2 separate regions of the Bos taurus genome follow, and region 2 is linked to region 1. A link is a contact called in public Hi-C data. All regions are on one chromosome and are shown on one strand. Each heading gives the region's core, a stretch centred on a gene start, on an enhancer-like site or on the middle of the called end of the contact. The rest is flanking DNA. Distances are from core to core; before and after follow the strand shown. Region 1 holds the start of PICK1 (protein interacting with PRKCA 1). Region 2 holds the start of CSNK1E (casein kinase 1 epsilon).

Region 1 (5,136 bases), core at 1,206-3,705:
TTGAGTTTATTCTTCACAGCAACCCAAAGATGCTTGGACCTATGCATTTTACATCCCCAATTTCCAAGTAACAAAACGGAGGCCCAGAGAGGTTAACAAGTTAATAAGCAGGGAAGCTTGCATTTAAACTCAGGCCATTCATAGTCTTTTAGTCTTTCTACTATGCCTCACACCTGTGTTAGTACCAAAGGTTGACGGTTTTGTTGATTCATTGACAACACTGTTATTGAAGGTCCAATATTTGCCAGGCCTTGTACAGGTGCTGACTGCAGTGAAAAAGCAAACTGGGATCCTGCCCTCATGGTGCAGAGAGTATGGAAAAGCAGCTAGATACAGAATTAGTGAGCAAATCCATGAGAGTACAGATGGTGGTAAGTGCTGAGAAGGAAAAAAACCAGATTGAAATGACAGAAAAATAAGGGCAGGCCTACTGAGAGGGGGTGTTCAGGGAAGCCCCTCTGAAGAGAATGAGAAGGAGCCAGCTTTACAGAGCAGAGGAATGAACCTTTGTCATGTCCAAGTAGCCAGGTGGCTCACCCCCTCCAGCACTTCCCTCCCACCTCCAAAGCACTCAATACCTGAACAATATACAGGCAGGGACAGTACTGGGCCCCTCCTCCAATGCTGATCCCGATCAGGTTCTGAGCATCCTTCTGCAGGGTCACCTTCCCAGGCACAGTAGGGATTCCGCTAGAAAGAGAAGCACGTGCAATTGAGTTTCCTGGAAGAATGACTGGAGGAGATGGGGATGGAGACAGGCCCTCCAAAACCCCCAAGATCCTCTTAGTGCTACACGTGCTACAGAGGGAAGCTCTTTCTCATTTGGCCAAAAACACAGCATTTTGTCATTTTGTGCTGGAACACCGCAGAGCTCTTGGATCCATGCTAATGGGGCATCAGACCCCAACTTGGCCATTTATCAGCTGTGGGTCTTGGATAAGCAAGTCACCCTCTCTGCATCTCAATTTCCTCATTCATAAAATCATATAGATTAAAACAATGGCCACTTCAAAAGTACATGGAAGCCACTTAACACCAACTCAGCCAAGAGTAGGCACTCAAAAAAATAGGTCCCCCTTCCCTGTTCATTTTCCCTCTAAGAGTTGAGTCAGACTCTATGCTTGTCACCTTCTCAGCTACATAAATCATAAGCCACCGCCTCCAGGAAGCCTTCTCCTGTTAAACTACGCATCACCCATCTCTCAATTGTTATACTCAATTACCTCTCAATTTTCACTATACATTAGCACTTATTTATGTTTTGTGGCAAATACTCTCATTTATTCTCTTATTCACTCGACAAACATTTGCTAACAACCTGCTGATGTTGAGCACCATCAGTGCTGAGGACACAGAAAGGTGATGCATTTCATCCTTGCTCTGAGGGAGGATACATTCTAATAAGGAGACTAACTTAACTTTTTAAAATCTCTCCCACTAATCATTTATGTTGGGAAGAAAGGTATGTTTATGATATTCCTATTCATCCTTCAAAACCTAGCTCAATTGCCACCTCTTCTGTGAAGGAAAGAAAGAAAGTGAAGTTGCTCAGTCATGTCTGACTCTTTGAGATCCCATGGACTGTAAGCCTGCCAGGCTCCTCTGTCTATGGGATTCTCCAGGCAAGAATACTGGAGCGGATTGTCATTTCCTTCTCCAATTCTAACAAGAAGACTAACTTAATTTTTAAAAATCTGCTCCACTAATCATTTATCCTGGGAAGGAAGGTGTATTTATGAAATTCCTATTCATCCTTCAAAACCTGGCTCAATTGCCACCTCTTCTGTGACTCCTTCCCTGAATACCCCAGCAGAGGCACTGCTCAGCTGGCTGGGTTCTCCTTGTAGCCATGTCGTTCTCCATTAGGGCCCTTATGGCCCTGAGTTGCAACTATCCATCAATATGTCCATAGCCCCCTACAGATGGTGAGCTCCTGGAAGGGCAGGATTCATTGCAGCTTCTAAGCTTACGCTGAGAAGCAAGGGTCTCTGGAACTCGAAAGTCCAGGGATTTAGGGGATCTGGGGTTCCTGCACTCGTGGGACTTGGGGTAACAACATACTCACAGTTTATCCTCCTCGATGTCATAATCCAAGTCTGCAAACATGGTTCCGAGAGTTTCAGTGGGCTGGCTAACTGTCCAGCTCGGCAGGGGAATGGGGAACTGGATCCGGATGAGAAAAGAGGGCAGGGCTTAGGAAACCAAAGTGCCTAAATACCAACCTCAACCCCGGCTATCAGCGAGAGCCAGGCCCTCCTCCTCCCCTCCGGACGATGGGGGATTGTCCCGGGGTGGGGGGTGGGTAGGTGATTCTTACTAGGTACAGAGGGGAACTCCAGGCCAGGGCTGGGGGCTTAGATCCCAGAGCCCGCCCCACGGGTCTCCAGGCCCTCGGGAGCTGCCTCTGTAGCTCACCGGAAGCGTCAGTCCCACAGACGGGTCCGGGCCAGGCTGGCACCTGAACCCACCTGCCGTTCCACCTGTCCGTGGCCGCGACTGTCGCGTCACTTCCGGCGGGACGCGGAAGTCCCGCCTTCCTGCCCTGGGTATTTGCCCCGATCCCTGCAAGCAACCCTTCCCTCCCAGCCTCCTGGGGCTCCCAGAACCAGGAAAGAGAATAAGTATTGACGGAAGCTCCCCCTTAGCATGAAAAAGCGGAAACAGAGTAAAGGTCTGGAGAGGCCGACGGCGCTCAACCCCGCCCCTTGGCCTATGGCCGCCGCCATGTTGGTAAGGGCAGGGTTCTTCCCAGCTTCCTTAGCGGGACGCAGGGGACCAAGACGCCTGGCTGGTTGCCGTGGCAACGGACGCATCCTCAGACCGGGAGACCTCCAGTGAAATTCAGTGGACTACAAACCTCGACGGGTTCCCTTTAACATTTTCAGCACCTTGTGTTAGGGTGTTGTGACGCCTCTGGGACCCCCAGGAAGCAAATTAAAGCACATGTAACCTGAAGCAATAACACCCCACTCCAGTACTCTTGCCTGGAAAATCCCACGGACGGAGGAGCCTGGTGGGCTGCAGTCCATGGGGTCGCTAGGAGTCGGACACACTGAGCGACTTCACTTTCACTTTTCACTTTCACACATTGGAGGAGGAAATGGCAACCCATTCCAGTGTTCTTGCCTGGAGAATCCCAGGGATGTGGGCCGCCGTCTGTGGGGTCGCATAGAGTCGGACACAACTGAAGCGACTTAGCAGCAGCAGCAGCAGCAGCCGCAGCAGCAAGGGGAAGAGATATTGTCCAGAGCCTTCCACAGTTGGAGTAAGATCCAGATCGCAACCCTGAGACGCCTGCCACCTAGTCCAGCGCTTTTCTAACACCTGCACACCTGTGGTCAGCGGCTCTGCTACCGACAGGTTGGATTCCCTTCCTTTCCCTTTACATACCTCCTTTCTCCAAATGCAAACTAAGAGCACCGGGGCAGATGCTTTCTATGATATTTAGTAAAAGACGCCTCACACTCCCTCTCTTTCCTTAGTCCTGAGGAGCTGCCCCCTTGGGGTCACACTGAAGGTCACAGCCCTGTGCACCTGAGGTTCTGAAAATGCCATCAGTGCTTCGCAGCCGACAAGCCCAAATCTCTTCTCCCCGCCAACCTCTGCTGCAGTACTGTGTATAGTAAGTTCCCTGGAGGGGTTGGGACTCCCAGAGCCCCAGCCCTAGCATCTGCCTCATCCAGGAAGCATGGGACCAGGCCTGTCCAGATTCCTCCAGGGGCAGTGGAGGAAGGAGAGATGCAGAAGGGTGATTATCCACACATCCCATGGCCTGATGGGAGCCCCACCCTCTCCTCCGGGAGCTATCTGAGTGTTGGCAGTTGTGCAGAGTACCACAATAGCAACAACTTTTCCATGTACCCTTGGCTCCACCATTAAGATCACTTTCACAGGATTTCAAAGTTCACCTTGATCCTATGAGAGAAGAACAAGTACTGTCAGCCACATTGTGCAGGTAAGGAAACTGAGGCTCAGAGAGACACTGCCCCTTGTCTCCCAGGTGGCTGGTAGCAGAGCTAGGGCTGGTATTTCCAAGTCCTATTTGCAGGCCAGAATTTCTATTCTAAAAATCAGCAGTCTCCAAAGCCAGATTATTTAATGTGGACTGTGGCTCTTCCACCTCACAGTAGCCCTAGCTCATTCCCAGATACTGTCATCTTGAAGCTGGGGGATCTTGGGCAAGTCACTGCCTGACTCTGAGTTCAGATATCTGTAGACTGGGGACAGTGGTTCTCCCAAAAGTGCTTGTGAAAGTCAAGATAAAAAGGAGAAACAGGGAATACCCTGGTGGTCCAGTGGCTAAGACTCTCCACTCCCAATACAGGGGGCCTGAGTTCAATCCCTGGTCAGGGAACTCGATCCCATGTGCCACAACTAAGACCCTATGCAGCCAAATAGAGAAAAATAAATATTGTTTTAAAGGAGAAACAGATGTGAGTGCTTTGGAAACAATTCGCATGACACAGATGTCACTCAAGTCTCTTGACAACCCCCGCCCCCCGCCCTCGGCCAGCCCACTCCAGTCCCTCTTCCCAAGGGAGGGCAAAATGCCCAGCCTCTTCTCTTTTCTTCCTTGACTTCCCTGTCTCCCAGGCCCAGCTCTAATCCACCTGTTGCAGACAGCCTTACCAGACAGTCCTGGCTCACAGATCTTGTCTCTTTTTCTGAGCCCCTGAAACAGTTGTTATTTGGATCATTCACTTGGCAATTAACTATGTGTCATCTTGTGAAATCCCTTCATGGCTTCCCTGAGTCAATTCTGTGTTGATTCACTTATCACATGTTTGAATTTTACCTGGGGAGTTCTGTTCCCCTTTAAAATTGGGGCTTAGGGGTCCTGTCTTGACAAACCATAAACTTATTTTCCCTATCTCTCTCCTTCCTGAGTTCCTTTTCTGTCCTGACTTTATAGTCCCTGGCACATCCCCCCTTCCATAGGATGCCAGGAAGCCATCAACAGGTGTCACTGTGACAAACTTGAAAAAGAAAATCAGGTGCTTTGTAATACATGTTTGTGTGAAAATACGATGACTCACTTTATATTTATCAGTGGATGGCTCTCCTGGGTCTGACCACACAGCATGGGAACCTGTTCCAGCCAATTCATGGGGTCAGGTTGGGACCACGAATTCATTT
Region 2 (5,543 bases), core at 1,619-4,118, 250 kb before region 1:
CTCCTAAAGCCACTGATCAACCTTAGCATTGCTAAATGGTGGAACACCCCAGCCTGTGGCTCCTTCTCTGATACACTTGGAGGGATACAACACCATCCATGAAACATTCTTGAGAGGATCATTGAATCCAAATCAAATCAAGCCTCAAGGGACTTCCTTGGTGGTCAGGTGGTTAAGACTCTGCCTTCTGATACAGGGGGCCTGGGTTCAATCCCTGGTTGGGGAATTAAGATCCCACATGCTATATGGCCAAAAACAAATGAATAAATAAATAAAAATTAATTAATGAAAAAAAATCAAGCTTTCAGTTTTTAGAATCTACATCTAACTACCAGATTATGAGAAACATAGAGGATAGTGGAGCATGTTAAAAGACACCGCAGGGATGCAGTCAACCAATTCTAGATGGTGGAAAACTTGGTCTGGACTATTATTCAGCCATGAAAAGGATTGATATATGTGGCCACATGGTGGAAACTTGAAAGCATGATGCCAAATGAAACCAGACACAAAAGGTCGCATATCATGTGATCCCATTTATGTAAAATAACCAAAGTAGGCAAAAGACCAAAGTGGCTGAGTGGTCACCAGGGGCTGGAGGAGCATAGAAATGGGGAGTGACTGCTGGTGGGTATGGGGTTTCTTTTTCTAGGATGATAAAAGTTTTAGGGGCTTAGATAGGGATAAAGTAGTACTTGCAAAACCCTGTGAACCTACTGAAAGCCATCAAATTGTACACCTTCTAAATGATATGTGAATTACATGATATGTGAATTTTATGATAGGTGAATTACATCTCAAGGAAACAAAGAGATTTAAAAGATTTATCAAACATATAATATGTGGGTCTTGTGTGGATTCTGATTCAAGGAAACCAACTATAAAAAGATACTTTGAAGATAAACTAGGGAAATTTGGCCATGGACTGCATATTAAATGATGTATTGTTTTCAACAGCTGTTCTAATAGTTGTGTGTGGGCCTATGTTTTGTTTTTTAACAATTTCCTTATCTGTTAGAGATAATTATCAAAGTATTTATAGGTGAAATATGATCTCTGTATTTTTCTTTAAAAAAATGTGTGTGCGGTTGGGATTGACACATACATATTACTGTATATAAAATAAGTAACTAATCAGTACCTACTGCATAGCACAGGGAACTCTACTCAGTCCTCTGTAATGGCACATATGGGAAAAGAATTTTTTAAAAGAGTTGATGTATCTATATACACATAACTGATTCACTCTGCTGTACACCTAAAACTAACACAGCATTGTACATCAACTATATGCCAATAATTTTTTTTAATGTGGGGGGGTAGATAAAACAAGAATAAAAAATGTTGATATTTATTGAAAATTGGTATTGGGTATATGGGTTGATTATACTATATCCCCTCTACCTTTTAGTATTATTTAAAATTTCCATAATAAAAGATAAGGCGGTGAAAGGATTGACTTTTCTTCTCTACCTTTTGCTTACTCTCAATTTTCTGTAAAAACATAGATGCTGCTTTTATAATCAGAAGAATACATTAAGGCTATAAAATTAACTGTGGAGGCTGAAATATCTGACCTGTCAACCTCAGAGCTTGGTCTCCCCGAAGCTGTGTCTGTGCCCCACCTCTCACCCCACCCCAGGGTCCTACCAGGGTCACGCTAGCCTCGAGGCTTCCTGGTGGGAGGGAGAGACTACTCATTGCTTCTTCAGGACTATTGCAAGGATTGCATGAAAGGGGCTTATTCTAAATTATAGGAAGTGCTCAATTAATGGGAACTATTTAAGAAAGAGATAGAGGGACTTTATAAAAGTGAAATGATCCTATTAGATGAAATACAGGAAACAAGGATAAAAAACAAGCTTCATAGTGCTCCTACCCAGAAAGAACCACAGTGAACTTTTTCTTTAAGCTTTCTTTCCCATGCAGGAAATTGTGTTTGGCTTTAAAGTACAACTAAGCCTGCTGTCACCACTCACTTACAGCCTGCTTTTATTCTCTTAATATTTTAACATATTTCCTTGTATGCTTAGCTGTTTGTAAACATAACTCTTCAATGGTTGCATAATATTCGATGGTGTGTTTGTGCTGTTCACCTGAGCCGGGTGTTGGACACTTGAACTAGTTCCAAGTTCACCACAATAAGGAACAGGGGACACGTATGCCTGAATGACTTCCTCAAGATAGATTTTCAGAATGAAATCACGGAGCCCAAGGGCCAGCACATTTTCAAAGGGCTTGGAGAGGTGAACCCGGGTGGTGCTCTTGATTTTTGCCACCGTTTTGCTAGAATTTTCAACATTGAACTTTGCCAAATATAAACAGGCTCTGATCATACAAAGAAGATGGAAACAGTTTCTGACTATGGGTGTCAGATGGCAGGTAATTTCCCCTGATACCCAAGAGCTGGAATCACCCTTCTTGGCCGTTCACGCACACCCTTAGCAGGAGGTGGGGTCAGAGGGTAGTACAGAGAGCGGAGTAGGAAATGAAGAAAATACTCGGGGGGAATCACAGGCTACCCCCGTCCCTTCGATCACTCCTTACTCCAGCTGACGTGAACCTGAAATCTGAGAACTCCGCAGTTCTGTGTTAGCAGAGGGATTTGGGGGTGGTGGAGGGACCTCCCCTCTCAGTCCGCCCACCCCCGAGGGTCGCACTTTGGAGGCACCGCTGATGGATGGCTGGGGGCCCAGTCCGAATGAGGTGTGCGTGTCGGGGGAAGTGTCCCCTCACCTCACCCCGCAAACACGAGAATCACGAATCCCCGCGGGCCTGGAAGCGGGGGAGTGCCCGGGAAGTCGGGGGCGGGACCGATCTGGTGACGTCACGGCCCCGCCCCTGGCCGGCTCCCTCCTTCCTGCGCGCGGCGCGCTCGCAGAGTCCTCACCTGGAGGGACAGGTGTGCGCATCTGGCATCGGAGGCCAGCCCACGAGTGTCAGGTGAGCGTCCGCAGGAGCTCCAACCGGGGGAGCTAAGAGGAGGGTCTGGGGTGGGAGTCTTCACTGGACCCAGAAAAGAGCCTGGTCTAAGAGCGGAGCTGGTCCGGCGTGCGAGGAGGTACTGGTTTCTCCCCAAACTACCTATCTCTTGTTTATAGTCACGGTGTACTGAAAGCGTAGCCTTTGGAGGGATTTGAAGGAGGGGAAGCTGACGGGGAGATAGCAGATTTCCAAATATTTCAGCCACAAATTATTATTTTTTTACACGGTATCTTTTCTTTGTTGTAAAAGTAACAGACACTGATTGTTTGGCAACTGGATAAAAGTAGGAAAGAAATCACCCATGGTACTAACACACAAGCAAAACAACTGTGGCTATTTTGATGTATTTCCTTTCAATCTTTTTTCTAGAGGCAGTCATTGTAATGCAACTTTATCATACTGTATTTACAGGTTTTGTGTCTTCCCTTCTTAACATTGTGTCATATGCATTTTCTTGTGTTGTTATTAGTCATTCCAGTATGTATAATCATTATTTTTAATGGCTGCATAATGTTACATTTGAAGGATGGGCCGTAGTTGGGTACCATTCTGAACACTTGGAGGAAGGATTAGAAGGGGGGACAGAGATGTATAATAGAAAGAACATGGGCTCTAGGTCAAGGAGGCCTTCAACAAAGGAATCTTGGGAAAGATCTTTGCTTTCTCTAAGCATCAGTTTCCACATCTGAGAAATGGCTACATAAATCTGTTTCCCCAGGGTACTGTGAAGATTAAGTGAGCTAATTTATGTAGACAATCCCCATCTCCCACCCAGCTCCCATGGTTCCAGCAGAAAAAGGGTCCACTTGTTTGTGAGGTTGGAGGAGGGATTTGGACGAGTGGAAACTGCTCAATGAGTGGAGTAGAGGAAGAGTTGGGGATGGAGGATGGGTTCTTGGGGAAAACCTCAGAATGGAGAGGCCTCTGGGTCTGGGAAAGATGGGCATGGCCATCCACTGTGTTTGGGACAGGCACAGACAGGGCCCCTAAGGCCCTGCTGGCAACCTCCAGCCACCTCCTTGGGTTCAGCTCCTCAGCTTCTGGAAAGAGTTCAGAGTGAGCGGATTGCAAGAAAAGTAGAGTGGGCAGAGGTGGAGCTTAGTCGTCAGCCCCTTGTACAGATAAGGAAACTGAGGCTTGAGCACAGGTGATTTGTTCAGGATCCACACAGGCAGCAGTAACAGAGTACATGTGGAGTCCCAGGCTCCTAATACCCTCAGGGGCCTCCACACCAGAGACTACTCAGTGTAGGAAGAGGAAGAGCTCAGGGCTGAGTCACCAGCTGCACTTATACCAGGCTAAGTTGTGCTTAGAGAAAACAGATGTCTCTGTTCTGCGAGCCTCCATTTTCTCATCTGTCAAATGGGGAGAATAACTCCTCACCTACCTACTTAGTACCCACTGCCAGGCCTGCCTATCCACAGCTAGCCAGGGCCTCCTTCCACTTTCAGGGACATAGTCTGTCTCTGGTCATACACCCTTACTCTGAGCCCCTCATCTTCTTGACCCCTAGCCATCTTCAGGGGGATGGGGTCTGGGACTTGTCAGCTTCACTAGGCTGTGGCCACACTTCAGTTAGAGTGGGAAATCCATACTCTCCGAATCATCTGTTTCCTGACCTGGGACATTCTGTTCTGTGTTTCTAATTTGGCTCTCCCATAATGTGCCCTGACAGCCCGCTCCCACTGGATGAGAAGGACTCTGAATCCTGGCAGGAACTCCTGAGGACTAAGAAAATCTTGTACTGAGGGTCTACAATCCTCCGAGGCTTTCTCTTTTCTTTATTCTTTTTTGGCCAAGCTGCGGAGCTTTCGAGATCTAAGTTCCCTGATCAGGAATCAAATCCCCCAGGGCCCAGCAGTAGACACGCAGAGTCCTAACCACTGGACCATTAGGGGAATTCCCTTGAGGCTGTCTGTTTCTGCCAGGCCTGTCACTCCAGGACAATAACGAGGGTGTCAGGGATCTCTGATGTTCTGAAGCAGAATCGGGGAAGTCGCCTTCCAATTCACAGAACTTGAGAACTAAGACTTGTTGAGAGCCTCTTGTCCTCTCAAGAGGTTTGCCAGCCTCTTTTTCTAAGTGCTTTTGAGCCATACTATGAAATTGTCCCCTTATTGTTCCCATTTTACAGATGGTGAAACTGAGGCACAAAAAGTTAAATAAATTACTCACATGGAGCCAAGATTCAATCCTGGCCATGCTAACTCAAGTGTTGGTTCCCATTACTGCTGCCTCTTTAGCCTACAATGGTGTCTGATTTGATGCACACCTGTTGTCATCTTCTGCCTGGACCATCAGGGCTTTCTGGGATGTCAATATCCTGCTGATGTCCTGTTGATGTCCTTAACCCTGGTCACACTGATTTCTAATGACTCATTCTGGGTTCTGAGTCTGCAACTGACACACTCCATCAGAGCAGGGCTCATCCCAAGGCCCAGACCAAGCCTGGCTCTGCTTCCTGTAACTGAGTTGGTTATAACTGCACATATCAATATGTGTCAGGCTCTGGCTACAGACTTTTGGTCCATCACCTCTTTTAATCCACTTGAGTGCTA

Evidence for each region. Hi-C and Micro-C count contacts between places; a contact is called where the count stands out from the background.
Region 2: a contact with region 1 is called in a Hi-C map of skin fibroblasts, with 4 times the contacts expected there. The contact joins the promoter of CSNK1E here to the promoter of PICK1 in region 1. A contact is called at or near these places in 3 of 11 Hi-C or Micro-C datasets (liver, skeletal muscle and skin fibroblasts).

Annotation. Positions count from the first base shown.
Region 1 is chr5:109,831,999-109,837,134 of ARS-UCD2.0, reverse strand. PICK1 (protein interacting with PRKCA 1) reads right to left here and starts at 2,455. Exons shown (of 13, transcript NM_001035401.2): 1 at 2,318-2,455; 2 at 2,066-2,163; 3 at 579-690. The coding sequence starts at 2,106.
Region 2 is chr5:110,080,642-110,086,184 of ARS-UCD2.0, reverse strand. CSNK1E (casein kinase 1 epsilon) reads left to right here and starts at 2,868. Exons shown (of 7, transcript NM_001078109.1): 1 at 2,868-2,943.